Regions from separate parts of the Mus musculus genome. Here region 1 is linked to region 2. The links are chromatin contacts, called in public HiChIP or PLAC-seq maps. All regions are on one chromosome and are shown on one strand. Each heading gives the region's core, a stretch centred on a gene start, on an enhancer-like site or on the middle of the called end of the contact. The rest is flanking DNA. Distances are from core to core; before and after follow the strand shown. Region 1 has its middle 68 kb from the start of Gm32357. Region 2 has its middle 49 kb from the start of Adamts5.

The links. HiChIP or PLAC-seq counts read pairs in DNA pulled down with a chosen protein or histone mark.
Region 1: a contact with region 2 is called in an H3K27ac HiChIP or PLAC-seq map of embryonic fibroblasts, with 9 times the contacts expected there. The contact joins two enhancer-like sites. A contact is called at or near these places in 1 of 484 Hi-C or Micro-C datasets (ventricular fibroblasts) and 1 of 115 datasets of contacts at active chromatin or transcription factors (embryonic fibroblasts).

The regions. Positions count from the first base shown.
Region 1 is chr16:86,302,051-86,305,526 of GRCm38.p6, forward strand. No RefSeq gene overlaps it. Among named protein-coding and RNA genes, the nearest start is that of Gm32357, 68 kb to the left of the region's middle. Within about 2 kb of position 2,016, at least 32 of the 459 cell types and tissues checked have an H3K27ac peak or open chromatin away from gene starts, as enhancers often do. A contact at or near this core is called in embryonic fibroblasts, where this site is marked.
Region 2 is chr16:85,948,739-85,952,403 of GRCm38.p6, forward strand. No RefSeq gene overlaps it. Among named protein-coding and RNA genes, the nearest start is that of Adamts5, 49 kb to the left of the region's middle. Within about 2 kb of position 1,828, at least 7 of the 459 cell types and tissues checked have an H3K27ac peak or open chromatin away from gene starts, as enhancers often do. A contact at or near this core is called in embryonic fibroblasts, where this site is marked.

The DNA.
Region 1 (3,476 bases), core at 766-3,265, 350 kb after region 2:
TACAAAATGCAGTCAAACTTTGCTCGTTCCAATATTAATAGTAAATACTAGAGTCTTGAGGCAAAAGAATAGTTTTCTTTGGCTTGGTGTCCATCCCTCCCAGCCATCTCCACCCTGTTCCTGAGGTGGGAGTGCTAAGTGTTTAAGCTGTTGTTGCTGGAGGCTCAGTCCTTCCCTTTACTTGAAGACCACGCATACCATAGCTTTATTGGAGACTTATAAAATTCTACAGCCTCGATTAAGTTCTACAGCCTACCTTCCTTCCATCCTTCCCTACAGCCTCCTCCATTCCATTATTTCCAAATGATGATGCTCCTCTGGATAGAATTACATTTCTTCCCTTGAGGTGGCTCATTTAACTGATGAATTATATTCATGTTCTCTCTCTCTCTCTCTCTCTCTCTCTCTCTCTCTCTCTCTCTCTCTCTCTCTCTCACCAGATATCATTCACTCTGTCTACACAAGCTCAGATGTTCACAATAAGATACAAAGGACCAGGGTCTTAGATAACATGAATGCACTGGCCCAAATATGTGCAGTCCAGAAGTCCAAGTTAAATGGCATTCAACTCAACTCCTGTTTTTCTGGTGGTGTTCTCAGTATGTCTTCTCATGGGGATGGAAGCAGAGCCCTCTAGTGTCTTTTATTATAATGACACTAATCCTTTAGGATTAACCTCTGCAATGAGTATTATAGCTTCAATTTATAGAATATAAGGGGGAGTAATTCAGCTCCTCACATCATATTATCTATCTTGGCACAGCACTTTTAAGTTTTTTGTATTCGGTTTGATGTTTAATCCTATCAGAATCTCTAAAACCATCCTAGGCTACTCAAACCCACATTACCTTCAGAAGGTCTTGTACATCTCAGAACTGTTTCCTTGGCACAAAGTGGAGAGTGTAGTTATATGTTAACTATCTGCTACATTCCATTCGGCCAACGCAGTGGACTAATTTTCCCATGTCTGTTTCACATGTGGGTTCCTGTTGAATGGGCCCTCTCTGTCTGCTTCCTAGGATTCTTTAACATTACTATGCCATCTACAAAAGCCAGAGAGGCCATTTCCTGAATACCTATCTACTTTCTATACTTTAAGAACCTCACAATGTAGGTTACCTGGATATGTTTCTGGTTACTGGAGAATAATTCTGTTAAATAACGAGGTTTAGTACTGTTGTATCTGTAGGTATCTGTTGCCTGGTTAATGCAATGCAATATAATGAGTTGCCTCATAGCCTACCCGCATATGATCCCACTATGATGGACGATATCCTTATTTCTTTAAGTTTATTTTGATGAATATTTTGTCACAATAGTAAGGAAAGTAATTAATTCAGGTAATTGGGAACAATAAGTTTGGATGTTAGAGTACAGGAGAGCAAAATGCCAAAAGAAAAATAGAAAGTGATATCTTGATTCCTACTTTCTCTATTCATTCATTCATGCATTCATTCATTTATTCATTCTGTCTAATCCAATATGTAGGTATTTAAGTCTCCTCTCCATCCCGTCCTCTCAGATCCCATATCACCTCTCCTCTCCCCCAGACCCAGTGTTCCTCCATTTCCCTTCAGAGAAGAACAGGCCTCCCTGTGGTATCAAACTTGGTACAATAAGATTCAATAATACTAGGGATATGCCCTCCTTCAAGGCTAGATGAAGTCCTACGGTGTGGCAAAAGAGTCAATGGCACTGCCCACTGCCATTGCTAGGAGTCCAACAAAACTCAAGGTAAATAACTACAGCATGTATGCAGAGGATATGGCGCAGACCCATGCAGGATCCGTGGGTGGCTGCTGCTTCAGTCTCTATGATCTCTGATGAGCACGGCTTAGTTGTTACTGATGGCAGTGTTCTGGTGTCCTGTACTCCTGGGTTTTCAAAGGGTCACAAGGGACTGTGTTTTCCAGTCCACAGATGAGGAGTCATTTTAGCAAGATACTGCACATACTGCATTCTCTCTGTGTCCTAAGAATCTGAGTCAGATTGAGGTCACAAGCATGAAGGAATTTAACAAAGTCTCAAGACCAAGGAATTCAGGCTATGTCGCAGTTGCTGTTCATTCACATCTTCTGCTCTACCATGAAAAAGAGCAGGAAGTGGAACAAAGAAGATGTGAGCATGTATCATTTGGTGGGAAGGAAGGAATCTAATTTGTAGCCAGACTGGAGAGACTGCAGACTGTTCTTGCTGAGGACTTGAGTTGGATGTTCAGCATTCAAGACAGGTGGCCCTCAACTGCCTTTAATTTCAACCTGTCTAGACAAATGGTAGAAATTTATGGCATGCAAGTAATGTTTGGATGCTAGGATACTATGTTTAATTTTTATCGTTAAGTTGGGAGGATATAGAATTAATTATTGGAGACTGAGTAAGGAGACAATATGGGAGGAAATGACATCTTTTTTTGTTTGTTTGTTTGTTTTTGTTTTTGTTTTTTGAGATGTGGTTTCTCTGTGCAGCCCTCGCTGTCCTGGAGCTCACTTTGTAGACTAGGCTGGCCTCAAACTCAGAAATCTGCCTGCCTCTGCCTCCCGAGTGCTGGGATTAAAGGCGTGTGCCACCAAGCCTGGCACTGGAAATGACATATTCTTAAACTTTAATTAAAAAAAAAAAACAATAAAAATAAACAAAGTAAACATAATCTGCCCCAGAAGAAAACAAATTCACAAACTAAGACTATTCATTCTTTGAAATCTGTGAAATTACAGTTCTCTTTCTTTCATGGCTCAACTACAATTATCTACTGATTTCCAGGGGTCTAGCTTTGGGCAGTGTTATTTTCTGCATCATGGACATAGAAATCCTCTTAAATCAGTTGTGTAAAAGATATGGGTATAAGGAGGAAATACCCAGGGAGCTGGGCGGATCTGCAACCCTATAGGTGGAACAACAATATGAACTAACCAGTACCACCACCACCCCCCTACCCCCCTCCTTGGAGCTCGTGTCTCTAGTTGCATATGTATCAGAAGATGGCCTGGTCGGCCATCAGTGGAAAGAGAGGCCCATTGGTCGTGCAAACTTTATATGCCTCAGTACAGGGGAACGCCAGGGCCAAGAGGTGGTAGTGGGTGGATGGGGCAGTGGGGGGGGGGGTGTGGGGGACTTTTGGGATAGCATTGGAAATGTAAATGAAATAAATACCCAATAATAAAAAATAAAAAAAATGAGATTATATTAGAAAAAAAGTTTAATGATGCTGTTGTGTACTTCTCTAAACATAGTTAAACTATTCATAAAAGAGAGAAACATTTTTACACTATTATCAACAGAAAACATTTAGAATACTTTTTTAGACATCAAAAAGAATTTTTTTTGAATTTTGTCTTTTTTTCTTTTGTGACTAGAAACAAAGCAACTTTATTTGGAGGGTGCTGGACTTTTAATGTTATATTTATTGATAATCTTTGGAATGAGGTTTCTGTTATATATCAGATCAGCCTAATATTCAAGTATAATTGAAGGAAGAT
Region 2 (3,665 bases), core at 578-3,077:
GCTTTGGATCTTTGGGTTAGGGATGGATATTCAACCTCGAATCTGCTTGAATTCCAAGGTCCTGTCCTGATTACAAAAACAAACAAGCTAGCAATAAGCCACCCTTTCAGACTAAATATAATCCTGGGAATACTTAAGAAGATTATTAGTCAGGTATTCTTTATTTGATGTTACGGACTTATGTAATCAGATTACATTCTTCCTAATATCTACCTGACAATCACAGAGAGGAAGAGGAATATTCAAGCGAAACTTTTATTTGTCATTATTGTATTGTGTGGGGACATGGCCGTATTATATCTAATATGAGGGTTGAGGTCTGAGGACAAATTTCTGGAGTCCATTCTCTTCCTGCATCTTATGTCAGACGCAGAGATCACACTCATGTTTGCAGGTTTATGGAGCCATAGCCTTTACCCACTGAGCTACCATAACAACCCAGCAGTGCTTATTTCTAATGACTTTTTTTTTTCAATAAATTCAGCTCCTGTCAAAGTTTTTGGCGTTGTAATTTAAAGGAGAAAAGGTAGAACGTTCGGTTTTGCACTCTGTGGTGGCTGAAACAGAAGTGCCTAGAGGGAAGAGCAGGCAGCAAGTCTTTGCGCATGAGCCCCATGAGCCATATGAGCCAGCCGCCACCCCTTCTGTCCCTCTTTGCTTTGCACCTTGGTGTTTAAGCTTAGAGGAAAGTGTGCCAGTGACTCAGTTTATTAAGTGAGACAACTGTCTTGGTGTAGGATTTAAAATGTCCAGCCTGTATAGATTTCTTTAGATTTGCCTATTTTTTCTTTTGAAATATGACACTATGATTTTTTACATACTTTTCCTAAGATTGCCCCAAACACAGTAAGCCCACAGACAGACAGTAAGTCACAGACACACAATCAGGCACACAGGCACACACAGAGACACACAGAGACACACAGACACACAGGCAGAAAGATAGACAGACAGAGAGACAGGCAGACATCCACCCTCACCATAACCCCCCCACACACACTTTCTCCCCATTCTACCCCCTGCCTTGATTGATAAAATTAAGAAATTAAAGATCAGCATCTAAAATAAGATAGTATATTCCCCAGAGGATGAGGAGGGCATATTAGTTGACAAGGATAGAAAGCATTTAGGTTGCTCCATCATTCTTTATCAGTTTTTAAAAATTCTACCTGAATTCCTTTCTTCTTTAATTGTGATATGGTATACAAAACATCATATTATTTTTACCTTAAAGAGATATGTTTATGATGAAAAATTCAAAGTTTTAGACATTTCCATGAAAGATTCTGTATCGTGAGGATCACATCTAATTATGTCTCTAGACTGTTATTGTATACATTTCTTCTTCCTTTTAAAGTATGTGTTCTGGAGTAATGCATTACTTTTAGGGAAATTTGCTACTATGCCCCCCCCCCCCGAGTTTGATATTCAGTACCCTATGAACTGGGCATAGTGACACAGACTTATAATTATAACACTTGGGAGGCAGTGGCAAGAAGGGCAGGAATTCCATCTCCTTTTCAGCTACATAATGAGTTTGGGGCCACCCTGTGCAAGATGAGAACCTGTGTCAAAAAAAATTAAAAATATATGAGCATATCTGTAGAAAAACCATTGAAGGTCTTTGAATAACTTTGTTTTGGAACTATTTTATGAATTAAGAACTTAGGAAAACACAGCATTGCCTTTCTAAGTATGTTTCTTCATCCAGAAACTAAGAGGATAGAAATAATACTTCCTCATTCTTTTGGATGGACAGTCAGTCTGACATCATCAGTTTTGACTGGAAATACTGGAGGTTTCAGGGCCATATTTCATGGCTTACGTTGTTTGATAGAGACTTTGCTAGCAGATGTGGGGAGGGACGCCTGTGGAATTCCTTGAGGTAATGTTATATTAGGACAAAATATCTAGAAAAGTTTTATAGAAATGCCAGGAATTTTAGTAGGTTCTTTGGAATTCCTGTAGAAATGTTTCCCTTAGGATCTCTCTCTCTCTCTCTCTCTCTCTCTCTCTCTCTCTCTCTCTTGCTCTCGCTCTATTTTGGTGTGTGTGCAAACTTTATTGTGATTTTTATCATGGAATACTAATCTCCTCAAAAATATTTTTGAAAACCAAATTCTTCCACAAAAATAGTGTGCCTTCATCATCATGATGGTAAATTTCCTAAAATTCAACAAAATAATATTTTCAGTTAAATACACACACACACACAGATATACATATGAAAATTGAAAAGTGATTTTCATGTTGATGTTGGTAATTTATAGGAGGAATCTTGATAATGTGACTACTTGCAATGCGTCAGGTATTCCTTGCTTAAAAACAAACAAACAAACAAACAACAAAACAAGTAAGACTACCCTGGCACTGTATACTACCATCATCTCATGCCTTCATTTTGTAATTTATTTTTTGGTTAATATACTGATAAATGGGGACTCAGAAACAAACCTAAAGGATGTCTCGCAGCTAGACACAAACCTTTCCTTTAGATAATGTGAAGACAATGGCAAGACAGAGACTGGCAGTTAACAGACCTCTTCAAACGAATTCTCTGCAGCTTGTCAGGTAATAGCCAACATGCTATTTATGACTGGTCAGAGTGTCACATCTGTCCCTGGATGAATTAGTAGTACACAGCAACATTCAACTCTAGGGACAGAGATAATCTGTACAGCTGCAAACCTGTCTTTCCTCTCCTATAGTGATGTGTCAGGGTATGTGTGCTCAGCATATTCTATTCTGAGAAAACAAATATACAACTTTTATCTTGAGATAAAGAAGAAGACTAAAGAGGACATCAGTAGACAAGTGCTGCAGTATCCAGATCTAGATCCTCCCAAACAAATGAAACTTTGTGCTAATTCATTTCAAGTCTCATTTTTTAAAAAAAATATTATTTATTTATATTCCAGTTGTTGCCTCGTTCAGTCTCCCCTCCCACAGTTCCTCGTCCCATTACTCCTCCCCATTGCATCCCAGAGGTTTCTCTTTCCCAAACCTGGTGTTCCCTTCTCTGGGGCCTCAAGGCTCTAGAGGAGTAATCACATCTTCTCCTACTGAGGCCAGGCCAGGTAGACCTCTGCTACATACACGCCCGGGGCCTTGGACCAGCCCAGGTATGCTCCTGGTTGGTGTCTCTGTCACTGGGAACTCCCTGGGGTCTGAGGTAGTTGAGACTGTTGGTCTTCCTTTGGGGTCATTCTCCTTTTCAGCTTCTTCAGTCCTTTCCCTAATTCAATCATGGGGGTCCCTGACTTCAGTCCAATGGTTGGGTGTAAGTATCTGCTTCAGTCTCCCTTTGCTGCTAATAGTACCTCTCGGAGTAAAGCCATGCCAGGCTTCTGTCTTGGCAAAAACTGTGCAAACACTTCATAGCACAGTGCTGTCAGGTCTTGGTGTCTCTCCATGAAATGGATCCCAAGTTGGGCCTGTCACTGGACCTCCTTTCCTTCTATTTCTTCTCCATTTTTGTTTCTGCAGTTCTTTTAGACAGGATCAATTCTGGGTCAGGAATTATAACTGTGGGTTAGTAACCCTGCCCTTCCACTTGAGGCTCTGTCTATCTACTGAAGTTGGACTTTTCAAGTTCCATTTCCCCAATGTTGGGCATTTTGGCTAAGGTCACCCCCAGTAAGTCCTAAAAGTGTCCAGCTTCTGTG